2 separate regions of the Mus musculus genome follow, and region 1 is linked to region 2. The links are chromatin contacts, called in public ChIA-PET maps. All regions are on one chromosome and are shown on one strand. Each heading gives the region's core, a stretch centred on a gene start, on an enhancer-like site or on the middle of the called end of the contact. The rest is flanking DNA. Distances are from core to core; before and after follow the strand shown. Region 1 holds the start of Ubald1 (UBA-like domain containing 1). Region 2 overlaps Srl (sarcalumenin).

What was found. ChIA-PET counts read pairs in DNA pulled down with a chosen protein or histone mark.
Region 1: a contact with region 2 is called in an RNA polymerase II ChIA-PET map of memory CD8 T cells, with 15 read pairs. The contact joins the promoter of Ubald1 here to the enhancer-like site in region 2. A contact is called at or near these places in 1 of 39 promoter capture datasets (the HPC-7 cell line), 2 of 115 datasets of contacts at active chromatin or transcription factors (CD8 T cells and memory CD8 T cells) and 1 of 9 other capture datasets (pancreatic islet).

Annotation. Positions count from the first base shown.
Region 1 is chr16:4,878,234-4,881,149 of GRCm38.p6, reverse strand. It overlaps Ubald1 (UBA-like domain containing 1), which reads left to right and starts at 1,299. Exons shown (of 3, transcript NM_145359.2): 1 at 1,299-1,533. The coding sequence starts at 1,414.
Region 2 is chr16:4,511,406-4,514,527 of GRCm38.p6, reverse strand. The region is part of intron 1 of Srl (sarcalumenin); the gene reads left to right. Among named protein-coding and RNA genes, the nearest start is that of Srl, 10 kb to the left of the region's middle. Within about 2 kb of position 1,722, at least 116 of the 459 cell types and tissues checked have an H3K27ac peak or open chromatin away from gene starts, as enhancers often do. A contact at or near this core is called in CD8 T cells and memory CD8 T cells, where this site is marked.

The sequences.
Region 1 (2,916 bases), core at 50-2,549, 370 kb before region 2:
CTTCCTCCTTTTCTTCCTATCTAAGGATCTTTCAGTCCCACCTCCTTCCCATCTTCCTCCAGCCACCCGATCGGAGAGCCCCTAGGAGTGAAGGGCAAGATAGAACTCCATTTCCCTAGGTATCAACTGGGCCCCACACCTTTACGGCCTCAGCGGTCCTAGCGAGAACAAAGGATCAGGTGTATCAAAACGTCTCAAGAGCCCGCAGTTGGCTTCCGAGGCCTGCGCTTACTTCCTCGGGGCAGTGTCGCTATAATGAAGCTTTCGGACCTAACGCCTCCCCTCCCGGCTGGTTCTACAGGGGGCCAGGTCAAAGGTGAGGCCAGTGAGAGCAAAGAACCCGGGCAACGTCTCTCAGCCGAGAAGACAACGCCAGCCCTCTCCTCCCCCCAGCTTCTGGGCGACTCTTCCACGTCCGACCGGCCACTCTACCAACCGCGACGTCAGCCGGAAGTGGCATGTGCGGGGCTGTAAACACCGCCTGCGAAATCACGCACCCAGCTCCCGACCCCGCCCCCACGCCACGTGATGCGCCCGCCCCCGCCGCCGCCTCATTGGGCGGCCAGCTTTGTTTACCTTATATGGCCAGGTCCTAACACCCCGTGACGGCCCATTGGTACAGTCGCGACCTCACTCAGGTGACGTCACTGGGACAGAAAGATGCAAATAAACCGGGGCATTGTGGGAATGGCAGTCGTGGCCGTTTCTGTACGTGCTCCGCGCGGTCCTTTTGCCAGCAGGCTGCTGGAAGTTTTTCTTTTGCGTGGGAAAGTGGGAGTTGAAAGAAAGGGGACGCCAAGGCTCCGGAGCAGGGGCTGTCTTTTTTTTTTTTTTTTTTTTTTTTTTTTTTTTTAAGACGCTCTTCCTGCACGACTGGCCAAGAGTTAGGCAAAGATGCCTTGCGAGCTCTGGAATGCTTCCAGGAGGTGGTGATTTCTAGCAGCGCCTTGAAAGGCAGATGCTCTGCGATACCGAGCGTTTTCTAAGTCTCAGGATTTTAGGAGTGTTTCAGCCTAGGGCAGTGGAGTAGGACCAAAGCTATCAGAGAGTCCCCTAAGAGCGCGCCTATTAATATTGTGATGCTAAGCACAGCAGCACACAGGACCTCCAGGGCCCAGTGATAAGGCAAGCTTGTGCAATGGTCCCTGGTTCGCAACTTCGCCTCTCAGCCTGGGGCACGGGCTGCGCGCCCCACTGAGATCGCTCGGGAGAGGGCGTCCACGCTCCTTCCCGGTCCGTTCGGCGGGGGCGTCGCGGACTACACATCCCAGCATGCTTCGCCGGCCGCGGGGCAGCGAGGCGCGGTGAGTCAGAGCGCACAGTAAATATTTGTATTAGCCGGGGCCGGCTCGCTAATGGTGGACGCGTGAGGCTAGCGCGCAGGGAGGCCGGAGCGGGCTGCACGGCGGCGCCATGTCCGTGAACATGGACGAGCTCAAACACCAGGTCATGATCAACCAGTTCGTGCTGACGGCGGGCTGTGCGGCCGATCAGGCGAAGCAACTGCTACAAGCGGCCCACTGGCAGTTCGAGGTGCGTAGGGGAACCGGGGACGGGCGCGGGCGGTGTGGACACGTGCCGGGGTGCCGGCTGCGGGCATCACCGACCGCCAGGCCAGAGCCCCGGAAACCCCGCTATCAGGACTGGATACCCTCCCCCAACACCCCCCCCCCCCCGGTCCCGGTAACGGCTGAGGAGGAGACAGCCGCCTGGAAGACGCCCAGGGCCGTGCCGGAGGCGGAGTCGCTTGGAGAGAGCGGTCTCAGGGTCGGTGTGCCGGGTGGGCGGTTTGCGGGAGTGCGCACACGTACATGTGGATTTGTATTTACGCACGCACCGCGCTTGGGCGTCAGCAGGGCACATCGAAGGTTGTGGGCATGTGGGCGCGTGTGCGGACTCAAAGCCCGTCTCGAGTGCGTGTCTGATACAGGATACCTTTGTGTCATGTTTGGTGTGTGTGTGCAGCGTGTACATAGGTGGTGGTTTGCTGATGGTAATCGTGCTGGGTATGGTGCGGTGTATGTTCATATACGTCATGGAGTGTATGGGTGGTGTGCTGGATCCTCAGAGTAAATTACGAGAGTCTGTATGTGTGTAGCCCACTCCAAAGGTGTCACCGGGGCGGGATCCTTATGAAGACCTGGGTATCCTCGGGCCTGACAAAGGAACCTGTATCTTGGGATGGTGTACTGTATACGGTTCACTTATTTTAGGGCATTTTAGACAGAAGATGGGAAGGTCAGTCTGGCTCTCATCTACTCCCAGGTTTCTCTTGACCGGTAGGATTATGTGCCCAGTCTTTTGTGTTACTAAGATGCCTCTGTTCCTCTAACTCAAAACCCCACATTCACCACTTGTGGGTATCGAGATGAGACTCTCTGGCTTGTAGCTGTGTGGGTACATGTGTGAGTCACAACCAGAGCCAGTCTAGTATTCTGTGCCCAGTTGGAGACCCCAGAGCTTGGCTTCCCAGTGGGAACCATCCCATTTTCAGTAGGAAAAGCCAGGAAGTGGAGACCAAGGCTTAACTTCCTGGTGCAGGATCAGAACCTCCCCAGGCTGGGAAGACTGTAGCCCTTCCAGCTCTGGATACCAAGCCTTCGATCTGTTTATCTACTCCCTGCTAGACTTCCAGGCCAATGTCCCTATGCAAGAGAGGGAAGGCTTCTTCCTTTAGCCTGGATTTGCTTACCCCTGGAGGTAGCAGTGCTTGTCAGCCTCTGAGGCCTGAACGCTCTGCCTTCTGTCCCCTCCCCCTGCAGCCCCACCCCAGGGAAGTGCCTTACTGCTCAGCTCTGCAACAGTCTTAATCTGCCCTGTTGTCTCTTGGGTTGGATGTGGTAAAACTTGTAAAACCACATTCATGGCAGTTGCTGGAGCCCAGTGGCTCTGCTTGCAGGTCCTTGCCCCAGGCTG
Region 2 (3,122 bases), core at 473-2,972:
AGTTCAGAAGAGAGTTAGGAAGGTCGGCTTCACAGAGGGAGCCGGCCACACTTGTAGGGGGAGAAAATCATCAGATCATCTACTTCTGGAGGGCAAGAGACTGCGCTTTTATCATTTCTCTTATAGATGTAGAAATAAGTAGACTTTTAAAAAATTCATGGTTTGTTTTTATTTCTGACAATCAACCATGGTCCAAAAAGATTAAAAGGGAAATCCCAGAAATAAGTAACTTATAAATTTTAAATAACTTTTTTTGAAACAGCATCTCATTATATGGCTTTGGCCTGGCTGGCCTGGAACTCACTATGTAGAGTCGGCTGGTCTGGAACTCACTATGTAGAGTCGGCTGGTCTTCTGCTCTCAGAGAGCACCTGTTTTTGTCTCCCAAGAGTAAGGATGGAAAGCACTGCCACTCACGTCCTGATTGTTTCAGTCATTAGTTTTGTTGTCACTCTCTCCTGCCTTCCCCACCCCTCTACAGTCCTGGGGGCTGAACCCAGGCTCTCATCCAATCTGGGCATGTGCTCGGCCACTGAGCTACATCCTCAGCTCACTGTGCCTAATTTAAAATGTTATCACCTTTTTTATTTACTTATTCTGTGTGTATATGCACACATGTATATACATGCCTTGGTGCATGTGTGGAGGAGAGAGGACAACTTGTGGGAGTCAGGTCCCTTCTACCATGTAGAGTTCTGGGAGTCAAACTCAGGTTATCCAGGCTTGGGCACATTCTTTCCTACTGCTCCATCTGGTTGCCATCCCACCTCCCTCTTCTTGAGGCAGGGTCTCAGGTAGCTCAGCCTGGGAAAACTCTAGTCTAGGATGATCTTGAACTGGTCTTCCTGCCTCCACCTCCCAAGTGCTGGGATTATGAGTGCGAGGTACCATACCTGGTTTAATGCGACACTGAGGATGAAACCCAAGGCTCTGCTCATGCAAGCACACGCTTTACCAAGTGAGCTACACGTCCAAGGCTGCTTAATTTGCAAATTAAAATTGTGTGGAGCCAGAGAGATGGTTCAGCAGGGAAAGTCATTTGCCGCTAAGCTTGATAACCTGAGTTTCTTCCTCAGAACTCAGTGGTTGAAGGAGAGATCTCACTCTGGCAAATTGCCTTCTGACCTCCACACATGTGCCATGGCATGTGCACATCCTTCTCACCAACAAATACGTAAAGAAATAAAAATGTTAAGAGGTTATCATAGGTATGTATGAACAGGAAAAAAACCCACATCCTATATAGAACCCAGCACTATGTGGTTTCAGGCCTCCTTCCACGTGGAACCTGAAACACACCCCCTGTAAGACCAGGGGACTACTGTACTGTATTAGTAATACTTAGCATGGAATGGGGCTCACTGAAGGCACTTAATAATGTCTAATGAATGAGCAGATGATTTGTGTAAGCAGAGTGATCTACAGTCAAGGGGAAGCTCAAAGTTTTGCACTGGCAGGAACAGGATGAGAGCCATACTGGCTAGAAGGGGCAGCTCATGTTCAGGGGGAGACAAGGCCACCCTGATGGATGGGAGCCAGCTGGAAAGAGCCTTGAGGGCCAAGCTAAGAGACTTGTCTCCCTAGCCTGCTTTCCTTTTGACTAGACCCACCCCCTTCTCCTCCCTCTCAGATATTTTTGGATCCTTCTACAGCAGGGACAGCACTCTGAGTTCAAACAGGTGCAGGCAAAGCCTGGCCTGCAGTTTGGTGCTTACAGGAAGTGGGCTGTGCTGGGAGCTCAGCCCAGAACCCAGCCAGGGGAGAGCCCTGGGCCTTGGGAGTCCCCTCCTTCCTTCCCTCCTCCAGCGGACCACTGCCAAGCTGCAGCCCCTGGTCCTCTTCCAAGTGGCCATTGGGTTAGAACCTCACTGCCCAGTTGTCTCCAATAGAATTTTCCCTAGATGGCAATAGGTAAAAGTTTGACTGACAAAGTCAGACTCTTGGCTCCTCTTTCTGTTTCCTTTCTGTTAACAGTATCTCTATGTAGCTGTAGCTGGCCTTGAACTTATAGCCCTCCTTCCTTAACCCCCTAAATGCTGGGATTATAGACGTGCACCACCTCGATCATTCTGTACCCATTTCTTTACCTATTAACTAGGGATAATAATACTTGACCTATTGAGAACATGGAGGCTATGTAATTAAAGTAAGAATAAGGGCCGGGCAGTGGTGGCGCACACCTTTAATCCCAGCACTTGGGAGGCAGAGGCAGGCAGATTTCTGAGTTCAAGGCCAGCCTGGTCTACAGAGTGAGTTCCAGGACAGCCAGGGCTACACGGGGAAACCCTGTCTCCGGAAAAAAAAAAAAAAAAAAGAATAAGGGAGCTAGGGTGGGGATAGCTCAGCTGGTAAAGTGCTTGTCTAATGCAATGTGCAGGCCTGGGCTTCCTCCCTAGCACCACGTAACTGGTCATGGTGCCTATAATCCTGCCCCTTGGGAGGATAAGAAGTTCAAGGTCGTCCCAATATCCTGGGATATGTAGTGAGTTGGAGGCCAGATTAGGGTGTACAAGACCCTGTCTCCAAAAAATGTCCATCAGCTCTTATAACCAAATATTCCTTGAGCCAGGCATGGTGGTGCATGCCTTTAGTTCCAGCACCCATGAGGCAGGATGATGTCCATGGGTTCGAGGCCAGCATGCTCTACATAGTTAATTCCAGGACAGCCAAAGCTACATAGCAAGACCCTTTTGAAAAATAAGTTCTTTTAATGTTAACAGGGCTGTGACAGTGGCAGCACGTTTTCTCTGTTGAGCATATGTGCTGTCACTTGATATATGCTGCCAGTTTCCTCAAATATCATGGGACAAGAACAACTGAGGGACTCTATCAGCATTTCACTCCCACTAGGGCTGTTAATATCTTTGGGATTCTCTGTCCTCAGAGAGCTTACAAACCAGGAGAGGGGTTAGTCCGTACTCATGAGATGAACAGAGAACCATATAAGGTAGATGGAATCAGGGGCTAAAAATAAGTAGCCAGAGAGAGAGAACAGTGAAAGGGGAACATTTGTCAGACAGGCTCTGTGGCTGGGAGGGGGTGCTCAAACTTGGCTTCCAAACATGTGATGCCAGGATGGTAGGGGTAGGGACTGGGGCTTGGGACTAATGAAATCACATCTG